3 separate regions of the Mus musculus genome follow, and regions 2 and 3 are each linked to region 1. The links are chromatin contacts, called in public HiChIP or PLAC-seq maps. All regions are on one chromosome and are shown on one strand. The core of a region is the stretch at or near the end of the contact, and the rest is flanking DNA. Distances in the headings are between cores, read along the strand shown.

What was found. HiChIP or PLAC-seq counts read pairs in DNA pulled down with a chosen protein or histone mark.
Region 2: a contact with region 1 is called in an H3K27ac HiChIP or PLAC-seq map of heart atrium, with 4 times the contacts expected there. The contact joins two enhancer-like sites. A contact is called at or near these places in 1 of 115 datasets of contacts at active chromatin or transcription factors (heart atrium) and 1 of 9 other capture datasets (embryonic stem cells).
Region 3: an H3K27ac HiChIP or PLAC-seq map of heart atrium shows a contact between it and region 1, with 7 times the contacts expected there. The contact joins two enhancer-like sites. A contact is called at or near these places in 3 of 115 datasets of contacts at active chromatin or transcription factors (fibro-adipogenic progenitors, forebrain and heart atrium).

What each region holds. Positions count from the first base shown.
Region 1 is chr4:105,993,079-105,997,000 of GRCm38.p6, reverse strand. No RefSeq gene overlaps it. Among named protein-coding and RNA genes, the nearest start is that of Gm30266, 54 kb to the left of the region's middle. Within about 2 kb of position 2,415, at least 9 of the 459 cell types and tissues checked have an H3K27ac peak or open chromatin away from gene starts, as enhancers often do. A contact at or near this core is called in heart atrium, where this site is marked.
Region 2 is chr4:105,276,421-105,280,763 of GRCm38.p6, reverse strand. No RefSeq gene overlaps it. Among named protein-coding and RNA genes, the nearest start is that of Gm40217, 41 kb to the left of the region's middle. Within about 2 kb of position 2,018, at least 34 of the 459 cell types and tissues checked have an H3K27ac peak or open chromatin away from gene starts, as enhancers often do. A contact at or near this core is called in heart atrium, where this site is marked.
Region 3 is chr4:105,243,513-105,247,908 of GRCm38.p6, reverse strand. No RefSeq gene overlaps it. Among named protein-coding and RNA genes, the nearest start is that of Gm40217, 73 kb to the left of the region's middle. Within about 2 kb of position 2,073, at least 139 of the 459 cell types and tissues checked have an H3K27ac peak or open chromatin away from gene starts, as enhancers often do. A contact at or near this core is called in heart atrium, where this site is marked.

The DNA.
Region 1 (3,922 bases), core at 1,166-3,665:
AAGAGGAAAAAGAAGAAAGAGAAGAAGAAAAAGAAAAAGAAAAAGAAGAAGAAGAAGAAGGAGGAGGAGGAGGAGGAGGAGGAGGAGAAGGAGGAGAAGGAGGAGGAGAAGGAGGAGGAGGAGGGGGAGGGGAGGGGGAGGAGGAAGAGAAGAAGAAGGAGGAAGAAGAAGAAGAGGAGGAGGAAGAGGGGGAGGAGGAGGAGAAGAAGAAGGAGGAAGAGGAAGAAGAGGAGTAGGAGGTAAACGATCTGTGGGCATGGTAAGTACTGAGCATGTCTCTAAGACATGACCTCTGAAAGTTAACACATCCTGAACTGGACTTAGTCACATGACCATATTTAACTGCAAATGAAGCTTTCGATTACAGTCTCCAGTGGCAGTTCTGTCATAAAAGGAAGGAAAGGGGATGAATACAGGTGAGTAGGGTTCGTTTTAAAGCTGAAGAAACTGAGGAACTGAAAATGGACATGACTTGTCCCTGGCTCAAGGCCCTGTGTGGACTAGCTCACAGGTCTGCTCCTCTGGAAAACTTCTAGTTATCCTGTTGATAAATGATAAGCCCGAAGCTTGTTGATAAACAGTGCAGTTGTGACGAGAAATAAGTTGTGTTAAGAATGAAGACAGATCACTGTGAAAGGCCAGGTCTGGGGAAAGAGAGAGAGGGGAGACATGAGCAGAATCCTGCTGGAGACCTTTAGCATCTGTGTGTGAGGGCAAGCTCAGCTCTGCAGGTCCCTCTGCTCAGCTGTCGTTCCCTGTCACCTGGTCCCAGCTGCCTTTCTTCTGACCCACTCCTTTTTTTCACAGAACTTGCCACGGCTAGCCAGGGTCACTCAGGGCCCAGGTAGGATTAGAATAGCCTGTCCTCACCATGGCCCAGGAAGCAACTGCTTGTCATTCAGAGCAAGTTGGGTGGTCTCTTCTGCAGCAGGACCCCTGACCCCTTTTCTCACTCAATGGTTCATTGCTCTTGGGTGCCCCTAGGCTCTGCACCCCCCACCTGAGTACTTGGTCGATTATTTTACAGGAGATATTCATAAGCTTTGGCTCCCTAGCTGGAACACGCCAGCCACAGAGGACCAGCACCCTCGTAGCTCTGTGCTTCTCGCAGTCAAAAACCTAGTCCTGGTTTCCCTTCAGACTAGAAAATCTCTGAGCGTGGTGATGGTTTTATGTGCTATTCCTTTCATTAGCAAATACAAAACTTTCTTCCCTACAGAGATCAGTGTCCGCTCACATCAGTTGGCATGTCAGCCAGGTTTCTTAGAGCTGAGGTAGTTTGTGACTTCAAAACGGACATTCCTCTGACCCAGTTCAGGAGACCAGAAATCCAAGATGGAGGTGTGGGCTGGGCTGCCTCTCCTGTTGGCTTGTGGATGGCCGTCTCTGCCTTCTCCTCCTCGTGTTCTCTCAGGCTTCCTTTTGTCTGCAACCATCACAACCTTCTATGAAGACAGTTGATGTTGAAAAACATCCTGATCCCTTGGACCTTAATTGACTCCTTTGAAAGCTATTTTTGAATATGGTTATTCAGCAGTGTTTGGGATCAGGAGCTAGACTAATGAGTTATGAAAAACCTAAGAGTTTGTATAAGACTAGTGTTTTTATTCTCTTTGCCTGCTGAAGAGACACTTCGTAGTTATCATTGAAGAGTCTCCACGTGGCTGGGTCGTGAGCAACATCTCCGTCTTCTTCAGTATGTTATTTTTAAGGGAAAAGAGGCCTAGCTGGTGAGCTAAGAGAGCAACATTTCTAGAATCCTGAGACTGATTTTCCTAGTTGGATTTTGAGAGGGATGCCGTTGTGATACAGCTGAGAACGAGCACTGATAGTAACCAGGAACTGTGTCTCTATCTTCCAGTGCCTGGGAACATGCTATCAAAATGAGAGGAAACCTGTGTAGCCTCAGGAAAGAAAGAAGCAAGGAAGCGAGTGAGCACAGGTCCTTCTCTGATGTGCTGAGAGAAGTTGGGGAATTTGTAACTGCAATAGGAAGTGGGGAGGGAGCTGTTTTACCAGAAGCCATTATTCCCACCACTCCACTTTTCAATATAGGGAAAGGGAACCCAGAAGGGACACAATTCAACGATAACACTGGGATAAATCACTGTAGTGAAGAGAAAGAGGAAGGTGGATTCGGACTCGGATGAGGAGCATTTGTGTCCTCAGGAAAATGACTGCCTCTGTTGAAGGAAAGTCTAGGGAAACTCCCCTCGGAATTCTCTTAAGTCTAAAGCAGAGAACACGTGGCAGGCAACACTCACGTGACGACGACCATATAAAGCAGTGGCCGATGTACGGAGCAACATATAGTTCAAAGTTAATTGCCGCTTCCGGGATGGCGAGGCAGCACAGCACCAATTTGTTCTCAGGCTTTCTTCCTCCCGCTGGGGTCAGAGAGCAAGGCGCCACGTTCCTCATTTGCCTCCAATAATGACCAGCAGAATCAAAACTTTCCCACCCAATTAAACATTTGGGTGGTTGGGATTTGCCCAAGGAAAACAAGCGTGTGCTCACTCAAATCTTTTATTTGGAAAATGTTTTTCAGCAGAGAGACCCAGCCTTCTTGTCACTGCCTGGCTCTGGGATCCTGCTGTTAAAAACCAGAGCAGAACTTTAGGAAAACAGAACAACTTGGATCTCAACATGACAACCTCTCAAGGCTGTTAAATTCTTTACAGCGTTGACAGGATGTCTTCAGTGTGTGTGCTTTGGGTTGCTCCTCACAAGGTCTCTGTGAAGCTGGTGAATAGAGAAAATGGATCCCCAAGATTACAGCTAGGTCCCGATGCTGGTACTTCCACTAACTGGCAGAAAGCTCTTTGGAGACCTGAGTTCTTTAAGATTCAATTGTCTCCTTTATGCAGTATGATTCTCCCAGGCTTGTGTCAGGGTGCCTTGGTATATGAGATATCTAAAAAACAAAAACAAAAACAAAAACAAAAACAAAAACAAAAACAAAACAACAACAAAAAACCCTTACTATTTTATTTGGTTTATTTAGAGACAGAGTTTCTCTATGTAGCCCTGGGTATCTTGGAACTCTCTCTGTAGACCAGGTTGGCCTCAGGCAGGCGATCTTCCTGCCTCTGCCTCTCAAGTGCTGGGATGCACTTGGAGCATCCAAGGCATGCATCACCACCACTCAGCTGAGGTGTATTATAACATTTAAACTAGGGCCAGTGTGCTGTCTCAGGGGTCATGATGCTTGGACTTCTGATCTCTGGGACCCATGTGGTGACAAGAGAGAGCTGACTCCTGTGAGGATGCTAAGACAAAAACTGACCACATTTCTTTATTCTGGCAACCCTGTACTTTCATAACCATTGGACGGATTTGCTTTGCACATTGAGTGAATGCTCCCCCCACCCCCTGTGTGTCCTAAGTACAAAATGAGTTCCCAGGAAAGGTTTGCTATTGGCATTTTTAGATTTTGATACTTTCTCAAAAGCAAGACACATATTAGCTTCCTTGCGAATGTTTTAAACTTTCAATTATGTTTGACTTCCAAAATCCTCTCCTGACTTCCAACCAGAGGAGAACTCACATCAGACTATTGGGAAATACCAGGACGGGTATGTTTTGGACACTGGCTTTCTGTGACTCCTCAAGTTAAGGCACATTCTTTCTCCTGGCCTGGCCCCTCATCTGCAGGGAGCATGTTGGGCTAGTCTAATGCTCCTTGGGGCCTCTAAGACTCTATATGGGCTCCCCACAAACCTTTTCCTAGAGTCCAGTAAAATGCCTTGCCGCTTAAAAGGGGAAATTTAATCAGATTTTTTTTTTGATCCATGTGCACTTAACTAAACAAAACCCACTTTCTAAGAGTTCTTTGATGTTCTCGCTGCCTCGGGACCCCTCTTTTTAAGGGGCATTTAAAAGGCTTTTTTCTTAGAAACAGGAAATCAGGTTTTGGCAAGAA
Region 2 (4,343 bases), core at 769-3,268, 720 kb after region 1:
TCTAAGGACTGAGTCACCTTTAAGCGGGGATAGGGACAGAGTGTAGGAAGGCTGAAAGTAGATAAGTGTTGGTGGCATTGAATGGTATCAGATTGCCTGTAAGCAGGCAGGGAAGTTCCCGGAGATATCACCTGGAACCTGAGAGCAGAGTCACCAGGATGGTACAGGATGTGTAACCTAGCATTCAAAGCCTGGGAGAGACCTTTGCCGGCCGTCAAACCTTTCCTTGAGGTAAGTGGAAATAAACAGGTTTGTTTGCCCTGCTTTCAGCCCCACAGTGTCCTGTTAGATAAAAACAAAACAAAACAAAACAAAACAAAACAAAACAAAACAAAACAAAACAAAACAAAACCCTTCTCAAAGCTGGGCAGTGGTGGTGCACACCTTTAATTCCAACACTCAGGAGGCAGAGGCCTGTCTGGTCTATAGAGTGAGTCTCAGGACAGCCAGGGCTACCCAGAAAAATCCTGCCTCAAAACAAAACAAAACAAAACAAAACAAAACAAAACAAAACAAAACACCTTTTTCTAGCTGGAAGATAGGCCTCCGATATTGGAGGGCAGAGTATGGCAAGATTCTCTCTCTGAGGGCCAGGCTTTGTCTGCAGTTCTCTATGAAGGGACTGACCTCTGCCACCGCAAAAACAAGGCACGTCATGTTCATTCAGCGAGCATTTGCAGTTTGCCCAGCAACATTCACTTAAATGCTCTTACTTCTCAGAGCAAAGTTCAAGTCCCAGGTTTCCCAGCCAAGGAGAACTGGCTTCTAATCAAGTCTCATTAACTGTTACCCCTGGGCCAAGCTATGTCACCACTCCTGGCAGCTGCTTTCTCTTTGTCACTTGAAGCCAGTTCCTTGCCATCAAGGCAACAGGTAGAACAGTGTATTCTAAGGTTGCCATAGCCAGGTGCCACAGCCTAGTGACTTAAATCACAGAAACACACGCTCTCACAGCCCCTGGGGCTGGAAGTCTGTGGTCAAGACAGAACACACACTTATTGATTTTGTTGTTGTTGTTGTTTGGTTTTGGTTTTGGTTTATTTTGTTTTTGAGACAGCTCTGGATGGCTTAGACCAGACTGTCCTTTAATGTACAGAGGTCTTCCTGCCTCTTCTTCTTGAGCTGGAACTAACAACATAAGCCAGTTGCCCTTTCTTACAAGACACCAGTCATACTGAATAAGGGACAAATATGGAAACCCTGGAGATGAGACCCTCAGCACAAGGCTTTAGAGCAGTGATTTTCAACTTTCCTAGTGCTGTGACCCTTTAATACAGTTCCTCATGTTGTGGTGACCCCTCAACCAATGCCACTTAGCAACTGTAACTTTGCTAATGTTATAAATTGCAATGTAACTATCTGATATGTAGGATATCTGATATTCAACCCTTCTGAAAGGGTCAGTCGATCCCCAAGTCGGTTGTCACCCCCAGGTTGAGAGCCGCTAATTTAGGCAAAACATCATCCGGCCCTAGCAGATGAAATAGCATATCCAAGTTTCTTCAGAGCCTGGCACTTGGCACACGCTGAGCAGATCCACGGACCATGCCTTTGGCAGGAGTCCATGGGGAGGTTTGGGACTCAACAGTCACTGGTTCTTGCCCTCGGCTTTAGATTCCTTGGTTTTAAGCCTGCCTTGCTGCCTCAATGATCTTGGCCAGATCTTAAGTGTTCTCCAAGATAACAAAAAGCTCGTTGCACACCGTAAATCCTGTGTCTTTTTGTTCTCACCGAGTCCTACCTTGAGTTGCTCACTCTGACATGCTGGGAACAACCTGAGAAGGGAGCAGAGAACATGACGTTCTCAGAACGGGCTCACCAGGGCCTTAGCTTTCTGCCATTGCTGCTGAGGGGAAAGCAGGGCAACTCTAGAACACTCTCCTCCCCACCCTCTCCTACTGTCCCTCAGAAAGGGTACCAACAGCTGTCTGAGAGGAAGTCCGTGGCACTGCTATCAGAGACCTAACTTTGGAAACTGTACCCATGAGGTTCATTTGTCCCCAGATCACCCACTGGTATTTTAGGCCACAAGCATTCCTCTGGCCACCTGCCCTGTTCTGGTATGCTGGGAACAGCTAACTTCCCTCAACTAGTGAAGTTTTTTTTTCCTTGAGGTCACTTTCTCATTGTCCTACTTCCCGGGTGACATGTTAAACGGGGTGTTGGGTACTTTGGTTTGTTTGAGGTATTTTTTGTTTGTTTGCGGTTTGTTGTTGTTTTGGTTTGGCTTTGGCTTTGTTTTTAAGATCATATCAGCACATCCAATTGGTAGCTTGAGCCCAGGCAATTCCTAGGGACCAGCTTTACTATACTGTTCAAGCTTTTTTCTTCGAACCCAGTCAAATCCCGATTGGCTTACAGACAATTCTGCTAGGCTCCTCCCAACAACGGCCTAGCAACAGTTTACAGCATCACCAACACCGTTGCTGGCCAATTGAGAGTCAGGTGCAGCAATTGCCTGCCGGTCAAGTGCGAGCCAGGAATGGCAGCATAGAAAGAGAATGAAGATGGCTGCTCCATACCCCGACCTCTCTTTCTCTCTAACTTCCCCCATACCCTCTGTGTTCCCATGCATTCCCACAAAGTCTCTCGCTCTCCCTCCCCCTTCCCCTCTCTCTCTTTCTCTCTCCCTCCTTCTGTGCCCCACCTTTCTTTGCCCTCCCTCCTCTGCCTCTACCCCTTTCCACCCCTGTTCCTTTCCCTTCATCCATGATAAACTTCCTTATGTCAGGTCTGTCGTGTGGCGTGATTTCTCAGAGGGACACCTTGGCTTGGGCGCACCAAGTACTCCCGTACTCCCTCTGCTGCTGCCACAGCTTTCTATTCCAAACAGTAACTGGAAGAGATGAGTGCTGGATCCTGAGATGGCACTTTGACACCCCACACCCCCAAATAATGCTTAAAGACAGAGATAAAGGATTTTAAAGAGCATTAATTGCTCTCTAGGCCAATGAGGGGTTCCTTGCGCCCCTTTATGAGTGCCATATTTTGGCATTAATTTTCAAAACAACTTCTGCTCGTTATGGAATTGGGAAATGGAAAGACAAACTGTGTGTGCATTCAGACTGATGCACAGGCCATCTCCTGTCTGTTAAGATCGTTGCTACTGGTGCTCGCTTGCTTTCCTCCAGTCTTCCTTCTTGGGAATCTGGGAGCATGCTAGAGTTAAAGTTTTATATCTTTATTGTCTGCATAGCATTCTGTTAAACTGATGTGCCTCCATTAACTTAGCCATCCTGCCACTGTTAACTAAGCCATCCTCCTGTCACAGAAGGCTGGCTGCTGCATCTGTTTTCTCTTTTGCTGTTGATATCTTTTGTGTTTGCCTTATTTAAATTTATGTGCACTGTCTGACCTGAGTCCTCAGCAAAGCTATTTCTGACACCCAGCTACTTTACCCACCTTTTAAAACCTCATCCTTAGTGTCAGACGCTATCGTCTTAAAACAATGTGAGTAAAGTAGTCACCTTCAGTGAGAAGCGAGGACCGGCATGAGCCACCGCCATAAAGAGCTGAAGTACAGCCTGCTTGGCTTTGCCTGTTTGTCTGCAGCATTAGCGGTTGGACCTAGAGTCTTGTGTGTGCTAAGCCAGTGCTCTACCACTGAGCTACGTCTCCAAGCCCTCTTCTTGATTCTTTTATTTTTGAGATGGAACCTTGCTAGTTTGTCCAGTTTTGACCCCAAACCTGTGATTTTTTTTTTTCTGCCACATCTCCCAGAGCAGGCTGATATTACAGGCACGAACCCACTTCTTTAGGCTCTAAGGCCCTTGCTCTTCCTATCCATCTGTGCTCTGAGTTAGGAGGCAGGTGACAGGAGCCAGCACCATTTTCCAGCTGGGAACTCACCCACTCGACAAAGTTAGAAATGTTGTACCTTTCAAAACAAAACGTAGAGAGCACAAATGCCTCCCAGCATTGCCAACAAATGTGTGGAATGAAAATAAACAGACGTGCCGTGCACCGTCAGGGGGTGAGAATCGTAACATCTACACACAAACTAGAGCGGATTCCCACTCAACATAAAGAGCACCTGTTAAGCGCTTGGTAGGCACAGGAGGTCCAACGAACCACAGACTTGAGTTAGATCCTTGCCCTATTGCTTACTGGCTGTGTGACCTTGGGGAAATCATGTGTGCCCACAGGAATTCATTCCCTACAAATTCAAAGTATTCCAAGCTGATCTGAAGATCAGAGCCCGTGACTACTTAGCATATGAATGAGTCAGTTAGCAAGTGTGCTCACAGAATGACCTTCGTGGGTTTTTTGTTTGTTTGTTTGTTTGGGTGTTTGTTTTAGTGCTAGATTACAACAGTCTGACCCTGGCTGCACAGAATGAACCA
Region 3 (4,396 bases), core at 824-3,323, 750 kb after region 1:
GCTTGGACTCTCTCAGGACGTGCTCCACAGGAGAAAAGCTAGGGCATGGGTGGGATAGGAAATGACCACAGGGTCAATAGAGAGACCCGGGTTCTGAGCCCTGCCTTGCCATACACTAAGGCAGGCACACAGCAGATAATTCCTAGCTGCAGAAATGAGGTCTGACCCACATCAGACTTGGCCCGCAAAGGTCAAGACTCCAAAGACAGGGTTGTCTTTGGAATATTTGAAAGACTATCAAGGAGTGTAGTATAGTTTAGTGTGTGTGTGTTGATATTGTGGTATCTCTGTCTCTCTTTCTCTGTGGCATGTATGTATGTATGTATGTATGGTGTGTGTGATGTGTGTGTGTATGATGTTTTGTGTTGAGTATGTGGTGTGTGTGTGTGTGTATGCGTGGTGTAGGGGGTAGGGATATCTGTGGGGGAGTAAGAGGGTGGGGGGGCTCTCTGTATATGTGTCTTTCTCTGTATTACCTATCTAACTATGTTCAACAGAGAAACATGGTCTTCAATGCCAGGCCTACCATTCTCTTACTTTGACTATCACTGGTCATCTACAGCCAGTTCCTTAGGTGAATACTAGAATTCAGATTTCTGTACCCAGTGTTCACCAATCCCTTGCTTTGTGATCTTAAGTCCTAAATGCCCTCTGGGACCCCTCCTTTCTTCACTTCCTTGGCTCTATAGCAGAGCAGGAATGCACAAGCTCTAGGCTCCAACGTGCAGATGGAGCTTAGGAAAGATGCTTCTCTGTGTCTCTGTTTTCTCCTCTGTAAATAGTGCCTGTTTAGTTGACTTATTACCACAAAGAACAAAGGATTCTAAAATACACGAAGGCCCATTTTTAAGTGCTAAGGGAAAATCACTTTCATAGGGGTGACCATTATTAGTAAGAAAAAAGGAACTTCTATATTCCCAATTCTCTCACAGTTTCACACATATATATATAATGGGCTTTGATCATATTCACCCTCATTTTCCTTTTACCCCTCTCCACCTCCGATTGAACTTCTTCTCAACAAGTTTGGTGTGTGTGTGTGTGTGTGTGTGTGTGTGTGTGTGTGTGTGTGTGTGTGAGAGAGAGAGAGAGAGAGAGAGAGAGAGAGAGAGAGAGAGGCGGGGGGGAGAGAGGGGAGGAGAGGTTTATTTACCTAAGCAATGACAACTATTTTTAAAATTTAAAAATATAGAAAGTCAAGTCTTAATGAGATATCAAAAAACAAACACCACTAGACAGAGCCCAGGGGAAAGGGCAGTACACCTGATGCCCGAGGTCCAGCCCCAGTCTCACGACATTCTTATGCTGTGATCTTAAATAATTAGTAAGCCTCGCTGGTCTCCACTTATTTCTTAGTAAAATGAAGGGGTGAGCCCTCCCCAAGGGCCTTCTAGTTCCTATATTCTGTGGGTACCGGGACCTCTGCCCCTTTGCACCTGTTCCTTCTGGGGTTGAACCACGTGTGGCCAGGGAAAGTCGATTTCCTTAGTGGATTTCTCCGAATCATATACATACTTACCTTCCTACTTTGACCTATCCTTTGTTTGCCTTGCTGTCTCCCTAATCCTCCACACTGAGCACTTCTAGAGGGCATGGCATGGATGGATTAATATAAAAGGTTAAGAGTAAGGAAGGCAGATGGGGTCCATTTTGAACTTTGGCTCCCACTATCTTGGTGATGTTGGATAAGCCACTTCAAGCCTCCAAGTCTCGATTGCTTCGACTAAAAAGAGACAGCAATATGTGAATCACGGGCATCTGAGGAGGAACATTAATCCGATTGCTGGAACAGACACAGGAAAGGGCTGGGAGTTGTCTTTCCAGAAACGTGAGGTGTGGCTGAAAATAAGAATACCGTGTTGGTAAAATGCATGCAACGGAGTCGATCCGCTTGGAAATGCCAAACTCCACCGACCAGGCATACCCCCATAATAAACTACCAGGCACAAAGATATTAAGCTTCAACCATCCTGGCAGCGACTGAGGGACACCACTAGCTACCCCCATGGCCTTGGGCGGAGCCTGTTCCGCCCGCCCGCCCACTAGGCGGTCTCCACGCCCTGCCTTTCTCAAGCCGCGAAAAGGAGGAGCTGGAGCTCTTGTGCAAAATCCCCTCAGCTGTGATTGCACCCCAGACAAAGACACTGCTACAAAAGCAGACTGTATTTGCATTCTAAAGTCACGCGGCCGAACTCAGAAGCCCAGGATGAGATCCAAGCAGTCGAGGACAATAAAGGCTTCTCTGTCCACCTGGCAGCCTGGCAGGACACAGGCCTAGGACAGACAGGCACTCAGGGCGACGGGAGGATCCCTGCAGCCCAGGGATCCCAGCGGTCTTCCTAGGGAAAGAGAGGTTCTCTAGGTGGGAGAAGGCAGAGAGCCAAGGCGTCAGGAACTGCCCGAAATGCTGGGTCCTCACACAGTAAGAAGTGCCACGCGAGCCTATTGCAGGGAAAAGAAAACAAAAGGAAAGTCAGATGTTCTTAGGGGAATCTGTGTTTATTAAAACCGACGATAGAGAAATAAGTACTCTGCCCAGGGCCTCAGAAACAGCCCTGTCACGACCTCTTTCCATCCCTCTATCCCTCTCCTTTTGCAGCTTCAGGTCCACCCGCTGCCACAATCTAATGGGCGAGTGTACCTGTCACACACAAAGCTGGTCAGTCCAGTTCCTCTATCCATTGTCACCTGAATCTGAAGGACAACGAGCAGAAGGCACGCGGATTTGCCGACTATTACCAACAGATTCTCCAGACCACGGCAGAGTGGGTCCTCATGCTATCAAATAGTCCAACTTTACAGAGCTTTCTCTCTTGCTACTCGGAGCTACTGTGTTCCATGGTCCTTGTTCTCAACCTCCAAAACCCTCTTCTCCGCCGTTGCTCATCTTGTTCTTGTTTGATTGCAGACATGGATGCAATCAATTAGACCAGAACTTCAGAAACTCTTCCTCACCCACTGCAAACCTGCCCTCCACCCCCGCCCCACTCCTGGAACCCCCTGCTTTCCTCTGGTGCAATCTCAGCATTATTTTCATGGGTGGAATAACCATAGGGCTTTTAAACATTACTTTCCCGTCTCTGAGTCAGTTTGCTCAGCAGACAAATATTATCTCATCTCCCTCATCTTTAAGAGGAAATTGAAACAAGAACGAGACCAAGGCGAACCGTCTCTTTTGACTCGCTATGCCTCTTTTCCCAGTTACTTCGCAGCTCTCAATCCCTGTGTTTTGGATAACCATGCCAATAATCTTCATCCACCTTCAGAGGAACAATTCTGTAAAAATGCTGTAATATTAGCCCATTAAGTTGTAATATAAGCCCTTAAGTTGGCCAAAGCCTTCATTATTAGTTTAAGTTATTGCAAAGAATGAATTCAGTGCCAACTGGGAGCGCTTTTTACAGCATTGCTTGTCCACTATGTGGTAGGCACCATTCTAAGACATAAGGCAACAACAAAGAATGAGAGAAGTGTGGTCTATGTTTCTGGACACCTTATCTGGAGAGTAGGAGAAGCAACTGAAGACCAGGAGAAGAGCCCAGGGGGTGACTATAGAGCCAGTCTTATAGGCTAGGTCTCACACTGTGTTGGAACACAATGCATACTTCCTTGCCCTGCACCAGAATCAAAGGCGTCAGGACCTTATCAGTGATAAGGATTTTTCTCCATCTGTAAGCAAGCAAGAAGTCTGAAGCACCACTGGGAGTCCTTTAATTGAATTGTCTAGACACTGTCTTCCAACTCACAATGCCAGATCCAACAAATAGAGGGCTCAGTACCAAAGATTATCGGCCTAAAGCCCCAGTCCCAAGTCCAGGACCTCCTGAGGAGCTGTTATGCAGGATCTCTGTTCCCACAGCCGCCTCCTCTGGTTGGATTAACTCATCAAATGGCTCATAGAGCTCGGGGATAATACTTGTAGTTCTCTCTGGACGTGCCGCCCTCCACAAACCTCCCATGTTCAGCAATTTGAAGGCCTTCAGGCACATCCTTTGGCTTATTTTATGGAGGCCTTATTGCACAGGTGTGGCAGAAGCAGAGACAGCCCAGTCCAGATGTGACTGGACATGAACACCATCTAAAAGTAACAAGCAGAGGAGGGAGACCTGGCTGCTTGAGCCATCGTCTGGGTCTCATGCTGCATTCCTTCTTTCAGAGAATAGTGTAGAATCCATCTAGGGCAGTGGGTCTCAACCTTCCTAATACTGAGACCCCGTAATATGGTGACCCCCCCAACCACAAAATTATTTTCATTGTTACTTTATAACTGTAATTTTGCTACTGTTATGAATCATGATATAAATATTTGTATTTTCTGATGGTCTTAGACTATATCCCTGGGAAAAGATTATTCCAACTCCCAAAGGGGTCAAGACCTAAAGTTTGAGAACGGCTG